2 separate regions of the Sus scrofa genome follow, and region 1 is linked to region 2. Evidence: chromatin contacts called from public HiChIP or PLAC-seq data. All regions are on one chromosome and are shown on one strand. The core of a region is the stretch at or near the end of the contact, and the rest is flanking DNA. Distances in the headings are between cores, read along the strand shown. Region 1 holds the start of ACOT8 (acyl-coenzyme A thioesterase 8). Region 2 holds the start of DNTTIP1 (deoxynucleotidyltransferase terminal-interacting protein 1).

The links. HiChIP or PLAC-seq counts read pairs in DNA pulled down with a chosen protein or histone mark.
Region 1: a contact with region 2 is called in an H3K27ac HiChIP or PLAC-seq map of skeletal muscle. The contact joins the promoter of ACOT8 here to the promoter of DNTTIP1 in region 2. A contact is called at or near these places in 2 of 5 promoter capture datasets (fetal liver and liver), 23 of 47 Hi-C or Micro-C datasets (alveolar macrophages, blood, embryonic fibroblasts and 13 more) and 2 of 2 datasets of contacts at active chromatin or transcription factors (alveolar macrophages and skeletal muscle).

The regions. Positions count from the first base shown.
Region 1 is chr17:48,050,603-48,055,763 of Sscrofa11.1, forward strand. ACOT8 (acyl-coenzyme A thioesterase 8) reads right to left here and starts at 3,733. Exons shown (of 6, transcript XM_001928889.4): 1 at 3,489-3,733; 2 at 1,828-1,964. The coding sequence starts at 3,607. ZSWIM3 (zinc finger SWIM domain-containing protein 3) reads left to right here and starts at 3,877. Exons shown (of 2, transcript XM_013985404.2): 1 at 3,877-4,264. The coding sequence starts at 4,110.
Region 2 is chr17:47,992,763-47,997,733 of Sscrofa11.1, forward strand. DNTTIP1 (deoxynucleotidyltransferase terminal-interacting protein 1) reads left to right here and starts at 1,896. Exons shown (of 13, transcript XM_001928813.6): 1 at 1,896-2,063; 2 at 2,620-2,690; 3 at 3,549-3,645. The coding sequence starts at 1,959. WFDC3 (WAP four-disulfide core domain protein 3) reads right to left here and starts at 1,982. Exons shown (of 3, transcript XM_013985426.2): 1 at 1,807-1,982. The coding sequence starts at 1,960.

The DNA of each region.
Region 1 (5,161 bases), core at 2,483-4,982, 60 kb after region 2:
TACCGGGCCCTGCACTATATAGTTTATCTGCAAAGACTCAAAATTCTTTTTTTTTTTTTTGGTCTTTTTGTCTTTTCTAGGGCTGCTCCCGCAGCATATGGAGGTTCCCAGGCTAGGGGTTGAATCAGAGCTGTAGCCGCAGGCCTACGCCACAGCCACAGCAACACGGGATCCAAGCCAAGCCTGTGACCTACACCACAGCTCATGGCAACACCAGATCCTTAACCCACTGAGCGAAGCCAGGGATTGAACCCGCAGCTAGGAACTCGATTCCTAGTCGGATTCGTTAAACACTGAGCCACGATGGGAACTCCAGAATTCTTTTTTTTTTTTTTTTTTTAGGGCCACCCCTAGGCATATGGAAGTTCCCAGGGGTCCAGTCGGGGATACAGCTGCTGGCTTACACCACAGCCCAGCAGCAAGGGATCCGAGCTGCATCTGTGACCTATACCACAGTTCACGGCAATGCTGTTTCCCCAACCCACTGAGAGAGGCCAAAACCCGCATCCTCATGGATACCAGTAAGATTCAATTCAGCGGCATCAGGTGATGCCTCCACCTGTACAAAACGAAACAAAAATGTCTCACTGTTAGTAGGATTCCAGTATCAAAACGTTGGCACTTTTGAAGTTTACAGCCAAACTGAGGAAACCGAGGGCAAGTGTGCCCCAAACTAGCATAAAGAGAGGGGCTAGCCCCAGGTAAGTATTCAAATACTTTATAACAGTGATTGTCATGTAAGGACAGGAAATAAAAGGATGGGGCCGGAGGGGCAAGGGAATGCAGTAGGAATAGTATTTACTATTAACTATTTTATGTTTGTAAGGTGAAGGGGGGACCCCATTGTTTTTTTAATACAGATCACATACTGTAAAGTTCCATCAATTCTCCTCAGCTGATGGGACTATTAAGACAGAGACTCTTGAAATTGGGAGCATCTGCTTAGGAATGAGGGAAAAAGAGTGAGATTTTTGTTTCTCAAAAGAGAGCATGGCAGAGTTCCCACTGTGGTGCAGAGGAAACGAACCTAACTAGGAACCATGAGGTTGCGGGTTCAATCCCTGGCCTCGCTTAGTGGGTTAAGGATCCAGGCATTGCCATGAGCTGCAGTGTAGGTCGCAGATGCAGTTTGGATCCGGTGTTGCCATGGCTGTAATGTAGGCCGGCAGCTGTAGCTCCGATTCAACCCCTAGCCTGTGAATCTCCATGTGTCGCGAGTGCGGCCCTAAAAAGAAAAAAAAAAAAAAAAAAGAGAGAGAGAGAGAGAAAGAGAGCGCACATGGGTTTTAAAAGATTACTCTCTCCTTTGACCTGAGAGCAGTAAGCAGCTATAGAGATCTTGCTTGGTCTGCCCCTCCTCCATTTTTTAGGTGGGATGAAGGAGGGATTGGGGAGGTAGTTATCTCACTCAAGGTCACCTGGCAAAGCTCAAACCAGACCCAAAGTCTCTTTGATTCCCAGGCTGGTGCTCTCTTCTCCAAGTTAAGCTGCCAGCCTCCAAACGCCCAGCAGAGGTTACAGAATCCTCCAAGAATTCAGCACAGGGCTGACCCCAGGTGTGTAAAGAATAAAGAACAAAAAACCCCCTGGCAACAGTGAAGCTGCCGAGTCTTGTGCCACCATGGGCCAGAAAACAAGTACACAGCATCTCAGCAGGTATGGGGTCTAAGGCTCTTCCTGGCCTCAGGCCTTGTTCCTCTCTAGGCTCCCTAGAGCATCCCACTCCCTTCCCCCCACCCTCCACCTCTCTCCCTCTTCCTCCCCAAGGCGGGGAAGTGGCTGCTTGGGCCACCAGAGCTGGGGTGGGGTAGGGAGGGGGTGGTTTACCTGTCCGAACAAAGTAGCAGTGCAGGGAGTGCACGTGAACATCTTCGCTCACAGACTTGGCTGCAGCCACCAGGGCCTGGCCTACAATCTGACCCCCAAACAGCCGCTGGGTTGAGGGTACCCAGTAATGCCTTCCTCTGTGGGGAGAGGGGAAAAGCAGGAAAGACTTGGGGGCTAGGCCAAATCCCAAAAACCTTTGATGAGCCTCTAGTGAAAGATCTCTTAACCTGATTGGGGTTTGGGACCCTTTGAGCATCTGCTAAAAGCCATAGATCCTTTCCCCAGGCAAATATCCTGACATCTCTCTACCTAAAACTTCAAGGCCTTAGGATGCCCAAAACGTCCATGGACTTCAGTTAAGGCTAATGAAGCAATTCCCATATTTTACACTACAAGAACAGGGAGCATAAGAGAGAAACTGACTCGAGCAAGGTCACACAGCTCAAACACTTCCATCCTGAGAAGTATCTGGGTCTTTTGACCCCATGTCTTCTTCCCATACCAGCGTAAGGGGTAAGCCTCTCAAGGCCTTAAGTAAACAAAGACGAACCCCCAAAGCTGGGAGTGGACTGTATTAAGGTCTGCCACTCACACCCCTCAACTTTATAGCCTAGTTCTTCGAAGAACTTGATTTAGAGATTGAAGGGCCCTCAGACTTCAAATTTGACCCCTTCAGTGTACAGATGTGGAAATTGAGGCCCTAGAGGCAAGTCTTGTCCTGTGCCTGTGCCCAGTGGCAGCTCAAGAATTTAGGTCTCCATGGAGCATCCGTCATGGCTCAGCGGAAAGGAATCTGACTAGCATCCATGAGGACACAGGTTCGATCCCTGGCCTCACTCAGCGGGTTAAGGATCTGGCGCCATGAGCTGTAGTGTAGATCACAGACATGGCTCGAATCTGGCCTTGTGGCATAGGCAAGTGACTACAGCTCCGATTCAACCCCTAGCCTGGGAACCTTCATATGCCACGGGTGCGGCCCTAAAAAGACCAAAAAAAAAAAGAATTTAGGTTTCCAACTTCTCACATCCCAGCTCAAGATGTTCACATAATGCATAGCAAACAGTTCTCCAGAGTTACTTGTAATTTGTTAAAATGGGGGAAATTAAGTTAATGCCTAAAATAGTTTCCAATCAGCCAAGAAGAGCCTTGGAAGCCTAAGCTGTTAAACCCTCCACTACAGTCAAGAATTAAAGTGGCATCAGGAAGGAAACTGGCTCAGGCCTCAGAATGAATAGCTATTAGACCCCACCTAGTGGTGGTGGGGATGGGGTAGGGAAGAGCAAATAAGTGAATTTCCCCGTAGGAGCTGCAGATAAGTTTGCGTCCTTGGACAAATCACTGTCCTTTCTGGGCTGGCTCCCCCTGGGATATGACTCCTCAAGGGAGGCTGCTGAGAAGGACATCTTGGGTCACCACTGTTTTTGTTCAGATTGAGAGGACCTCCGTGAGGCTGCACTGACCCCTTGTGCAGAGGAGGAAACCTGGGCAGCTTTGTCAGGCACAAGTTCCCTCCCAATCGGCGCAGAGGCATCCTACGCAGAGTCAATTCTCATCCCGGGGGCTACGGACAGGGGCGACGGGGTAGCAGCAGTCAATATCAGGAGCCCCTGTCCCACTGTGTCTCGGGCGGGTTGCGGGGGGTACCAGATGCGGCCAACTACCTGAAGAGGTCCTGGTCCAAGAGCTCGAGATTGAGCACGCTGGTGACCAGGACACTGCGGAGGTCCCCGGGTGGATCGTCGCCGCTCTGTCTGTCCTCGGGAGGCTCCGTGGACGACATGTAGTTCAGTTACAGCTCGCCAAGGACTCTGCCCCGAGCTGCTCACACGGAGATTAGGTAAAATGCGCAGCCTCCGGCAAAAAGCTAAATAACCGGAAGTATCCGGCCGGCCCTGGGAAAGCGGGATGCAGGTTATGATTGGTCAATGCCCCTGTCGGTTTTCCGTTGAGCCAGCCCATCTACTCTCTAGCGATTGGAAAAAGTGAGTGCCAGTCTGAGAGGCTGGTGCTGATTGGATGTGTCAGTGATGGGGCGGAGCCCCGAGAATGGATAATAAGGGCTGAGTGTCATTTCCCTTCTGTCAGTAGCAAAGACGCCCCCCAGTGCACCTAGGTCCTCCCGAGCTGAGGGCTTCTCCTGAGCTCCGTAACAGGCCACCCGACCCGGGCCGACCCTTAAGGCCTCCTGGGCCCACTCCAGTCTGTAGAAACCTCACAGTGTGACCTCTGACCCCTGGTGTGGATCTTGGGGCCAGCCCCTGTTGTGGGCTGAGGGGGCGGCCATGGAGCTAGGCAGCTGCTTCAAGACCTACGAGGACTTCAAGGAGTGCTTCAGCGCCTACAAAAAGGAGAACAGGTGCTCCTTCATTCTCAGGGACTGCGTCTCCGTCCGCTTCCACAACCTCAACCATGGCACCTCCATCCGCGAGGACATCCTGTAAGGGCGGGGCAGGAGGGTGGGGAGGAGGCCGGATGGCCCTCTGGAGGGCGGCTTGGAGGAGGGAGTGCAGCTGGGCCCCTGTCTCTGAGCATTCCACAGGCACTCATTGAGCACCTGCTGTGTGCCTGGTGAAAAGTGCTAAACCTTCACAGGCGTAACTCTTGCCCACTTCACCTTCACTCACTCCTTCATGCACAGCTTTTCTGGAATTCATAGTGACGGCAGTTTGTCCCATTTTTCAAGCACCTGCCGTATCCCAGACACAAAGTATGGCTTTCACAAATGGATAAAAACGCCGTGGCCAGAGTTTTCTTCATCAGTCTTCTCTTTACAAAGCAGTAATACTGATCAATTGTTGGTTCGTTTGTTTGTTCATTCATTCATCATTCATTGATTCATTCATTCTGTAAATGGTTCTTGAGCTCCTGAGGTTTAAAAAATTGTGTTTTTCAAACACTTTCCCATGGTCCAAGCAGCATTCTCTGTTTGGTATCCGTGTTACCCTGCAGAGCTGTACTGAAAATTATAGGCAAAGGTTATTTTTCTATTTGGCAGATAAGAAAACAGACTTGGAGGCTAAGCTAATGGTTGAACACTCAATTGCCTTCAGGACTCAGGTGAAACAGCCTAGTGTAAGAAAGTTTAACTTTTAATTTAACCATAAGAAAAACAATGAGGAAAGAACAACCAAAACCAGGTCTTTGTGCTAGGGAGAACAGACGTGTGAATTGGGCAAAATGGAGCACAGGCCCTGTTTGATCAACTTCAGCTGATGGTTGCCATGTGAAAATGAGCCAGTGTTCCTAGATTTAGGGCAAATGGAGTCAGAAATCCAGGCTTTCCGTGAGTTTGTCCACTTTTTAAAAATTGAAAATTCAAATTTGAACACACCCT
Region 2 (4,971 bases), core at 646-3,145:
AAGGCACTGAAAACCTACATCTTGGTCCCTCTAACTCACACAAGCCATTCATGGACTGTATGACCAAGAGAACAGCTGCTATGACTCAAATAGTAGTCTCGACCATTTATACTCCCTTTCCTTATCTATCCTGCTTATGACTTTGGTCAGCCATGATACCTAACAATGTCCACTGGCATTGCTTAGCCCCATAAAGTTAAAGAGCAGGGAACATTCAAGGCTCAAGGCAAAAACCTCAACAGGGCCAAAGAGTTTGGTGCCAGGAAGTTGCCTTATTGTTTTAAGATCGATACTGGAGGAGTTCCCATCGTGGCTCAGTGGAAATGAATCTGACTAGCATCCATGAGGATGCAGGTTTGATCCCTGGCATCGCTCAGTGGCTTAAGGATCTGGCGTTGCTGTGAACTGTGGTGTAGGTCACAAACAAGGCTCAGATCTGGCATTGCTGTGGCTGTGGTGTAGGCCAGCGGCAACAGCTCCAATTCGACCCCTAACTTGAGAACCTCCAAATGTCATGGGTTCGGCCCTAAAAAGCAAAAAAAAAAAAAAAAAAAGGCTGATACTGGAGCAAGGAGATGATTGATATTTGTTGATGATCCAATATGTGCTTTATATACCTTATTTATTTCTCACAATTTTTTTTTTTTTGGCCACACCCATGGCATGGGGGAAGTTCCTGGGCTAGGAATGGAACCTGCACCACAGCGGTAACCAGAACTGCGGCAATGGCAATGCCAGATCCTTAACCCACTGAACCACCATGGAACTCCTCCTCACAATCATCTTATAAACGTAAGAAAACTAGTTTAGAGGCAAAATTGCCCAAGGTCATTAAGTTAAGTGGCGGTTGCTAGAATTTGATAGTAGTAATGACAGCATTGTTTGAGGGTTTACTAGTGTCACAGTTCCAAATACTTTACATGAATTAATACACTTCATCCTCACTGCAACCCTATGAGTGACCTACCAATGGGGAAACTGAGGCCCAGAAGTAGATGTGGGTCACAGCTAATAAGTGGTAGGACAAAGGAAACAGTCCAATTCCATAGTCAGTGTTCTTAATCATATTATAGTGGATTTAAATTCAGATCTTTCTAATTGCAGAACTTACACTTTCAGAGTTCCCTGGTGGCTCAGTGGGTTAAGGACCAGGCATTGTCACTGCTGTGGCAAGGGCCCAAGAACTCCTGCCTGCCACCGGCATGGGCCAAGACAACAAAATAAAAGCAAAAACAAAAAAACAAAAAAATTCATACACTTCCTACTACCCCACATTATGACCTGATAAAAGTAACTCATTCATAAGTAGATCCAATTCTATTCAGGGACTTCTTACGTCTAATGCAGAGCTAAGGCTCTGGGGAACTCCACAGCTGTTAAACCCCTGCATGCCCAGCTCATCCTAGAATCACCCGTCTGGGGAGAGGAGCCCAGAATCTTCCTTCAGATGCCCTCAGACGCCAAGAGGCAACCCCTGGGAGAGAATGGTGGGTGTTGAGGTGAGAGCCAGACCCCCTCCCTCTTGTTGGGTTTCGGGGTCCTCGCATTAGGCCCATTCAATTCCAGCTGTGTCCCGGGCATATTAAAATCTAGTTTTCGAAGACAACTGCTGGTGCAACGATACCAAACGTTCCCCTCCGCTCCTTAACCCCAGCCGGTGGAAACCTTCTCCCCTCCTCCTGCCTCGCACTTCTCCAAGGGCCTTGGACCGGCCACAGAACGATCCTTGACTGAAGTGCACATCCGAGGCGCGGCCGCTCCCTGGAGGAAGCCCAGCCACCCAAACTGCCCCTGAGCGTCGGGTACCTGAGGAGACGCAGCGGTTCGGTTCCCCTGGTAACCCCGCCGCTCGCCGCGTCCCGCTTCCGGGGCGGTGGGCGGCGCGCTCCAATGACGTCACGGGGCCACTTTCCGGCCGGTGGCAGAGTTGGGCTGGAGTTGTGGGGGCCGGGGGCGCCATGGGGGCCACTGGCGACGCCGAGCAGCCGCGGGGACCCGGCGGGGCAGAGCGGGGCGGCCCCGAGCTGGGAGACGCGGGCGCAGCGGGGCAGCTGGTTCTCACGGTGAGGGCGCCATCGGGGAGGCCCCGGCGGGGCCTGGGCTCGGGCCGGGCAGGGCCTCGGGCTCCCGGGACCCTTGCCCGCGGGCGAGAGAACGCGGCGGCTGGGGCTGCTGAGGGAGTTGGCCCTGTCGCTGTCCGACGACCGGGCTTCATTCAAATTCTGGTGCTGCCCTCCTAGCTAGGTGACGTGGGCCGGCCCTGTCAAGCCCCTGAGCTGCAGTTTCCTCTTCTCGAAAGGAAAGGTGCCTTGTAAAGTTGTGGGGAGGGACATAAATGAGGATAAAGCGCCTCGCATATCATCAGGCACAGAGTGGGCTCTCGGTAAACACTAGTTCCCTTACTCCAGACGTTCCTGGAAAAGTGCGGTTGGGACTTTTCCTCGGTTCCTCTTCCCTAGCCGGGCTTTCCAACCACTGCCCTTCCCCCTCCCCCAAGGTGGGAGCCGCGATGAAAGCGCCTGAGAAGCGGGGATGTCTAGGTTTAACTTAACACCCACCCTCCACCTCCACCCCAGTGTCACCGACCTCGGTGACCTCTGCTCCCTTGGTCCCCCACAGAACCCTTGGAACATAATGATAAAGCACCGGCAGGTGCAGCGAAGGGGCCGCCGCTCACAGATGACAACAAGGTAAGGCTGACCCTGGGTGGGACTTCCCTTCCAGGCTGTGGCTTGGAAGGCCGCTTTTGGTTCCCCACTGGACCAAGCTGAGAAGAGATCATTGACCAGTAGAAAGAGGAGATTCAGGTTCTGTAACTATATGTGTGACCTTAAACAAGTCACTTCCTCCTCTGAACTTGTGCACAGGAGGGAGGCAGGTTGATTAAGCAATGCCCAGGATCCCTCACATTCACTGGTTCTGTGTTTGAAGGCTCCAGGAGGCAGAATAGCATGGAAGTTAGGAAAAATGTGGGGCTAATAGTTTCCATCTCAGAGTAGGGGAGAGAGCACAGGATGAGTCTTTGGGATGCTGGCTATATATATATATATATATATTTCTTCACCTGTTCACTAAAACAAAGCGTATAGACTTTTTCTGTATTTTTTTTTTAAGGGCCGCACCTGTAGCATATGGAAGTTCCCATGCTACGCCACAGCCACAGCAACACCAGATCCAAGCCACGTCTGCAACCTACACCACAGCTCGTGGCAACGCCAGATCCTTAACCCCACTGAGCGAGGCCAGGGATCTAACCCGCATCCTCATGGACACCAGTTGAGTTCATTACCGCTGAGCCACAATAGGAACTTCTCTGTGTTCGTATTATACTCTATAGAACACTTTTAAATGCCTACTTCATAGTGTTTTGAGAATGAAATAAAGTTCTGCATCTCTGTGGTTTGCCCAGAACCTGGGCACATAGCTAGTTTTCAGTAAAATTATCTCTTACTGTTGTTAAAGGATCTTGTGCAACTAATTGGCTGGGTAGACTAGCAAAGGATGTGTTTGGGACATGCCTCCTGACTGTGTCTCCCTCCTGAATGCAGCTTCACAGATCCTGCCATCTCCATGGATCTCCTCCGAGCTGTTCTGCAGCCTAGTATCAATGAGGAGATCCAGACTGTCTTCAACAAGTACATGAAGGTGAGAAGGACACAAAGTAATAGGAGTGAAGACTCAAGGGCCGTTCCTTTCCTGCAGGCCAATCTCCCTGGCTCTTTCTGGTACATGCAGATATCTAAAATGTTCCAATTCTGAACCCCCAAGAACATGTTTCCTCTTTGGGGGTAATTTGAATACCTCTTTTTGTTACCGAACCAAATTTGAGTCCACCCACCCGCATGCAGTAAAGCCAAATCTACTGACACCAGGTTGTGGTGAAGGAAAGTGCAGCTTTTCTCTCAGGTCACTAAGCAAGGAGTTCGGGGACAGCTAGTACTCAAAACAGTGCAGAGCTTTTTTTTTCTTTTTAGGGCCACACCTGCAGCATATGCAAGTTTCCAGGCTAGGGGTCAAATCAGAGCAGCAACTGCTGAGCTATATGCTACAGCTCACGGCAGTGCTGGATCTTTAAACTGATGAGCAAAGCCAGGAATGGAACCCACATCCTCATGGATACTAGTCGGGTTCTTAACCCACTTAGCCACAACGGAAACTCCACTGCAAAGCACTTTTAAAAGCCGGGTGAGACCAAAGAAATAGCAACAATAACAACAACAACAAAAAAGACAAAAGACAAAAAAAAAAAAAAAAAAAAAAAGGGAGTTCCCGTCGTGGCGCAGTGGTTAACTAATCCGACTAGGAACCATGAGGTTGCGGGTTCGATCCCTGCCCTTGCTCAGTGGGTTAACGATCCGGCGTTGCCGTGAGCTGTGGTGTAGGTTGCAGATGCGGCTCGGATCCCGCGTTGCTGTGGCTCTGGTGTAGGCCGGTGGCTACAGCTCCGATTCAACCCCTAGCCTGGGAACCTCCATATGCCGCGGGAGCGGCCCAAGAAATAGCAACAATAACAACAACAACAAAAAAGACAAAAGACAAAAAAAAAAAAAAAAAAAAAAAAAAAGCCGGGTGAGGGAGAAACTTCCCAGGGTTGGTGATCAGCTTGTGCACAATTCTCTGATTGGTTGATGGTGAGGTAACAGGGCTGTGTCACAGGGGTTCACCGTCATCAATCCTTAGGCTTCAGGAGGCCAGAGGGCCAAGTGTCATGACCATCAAGTAGTTCGTTTCTTCCACTTGGTGGTGGTTTTGTGGTTTTAGCTTCTGTAAAACAACTCAGGAAATGCGCCTCAGGTGCTGTTATCTAGGTGCTTCACAGAGGAGCTAAGGCGGCGGATATAGGGGAGGATTCTGCTCCAGGAAGGCCCCGTAGAGTCCTGCTGGGTTACATTTTGCCAAACTATTGTGAGGATGAAATGACTTAAGTGTAATGTGCTCGGCACTGTGCCTGGAATGCATGTATTTTTGTTA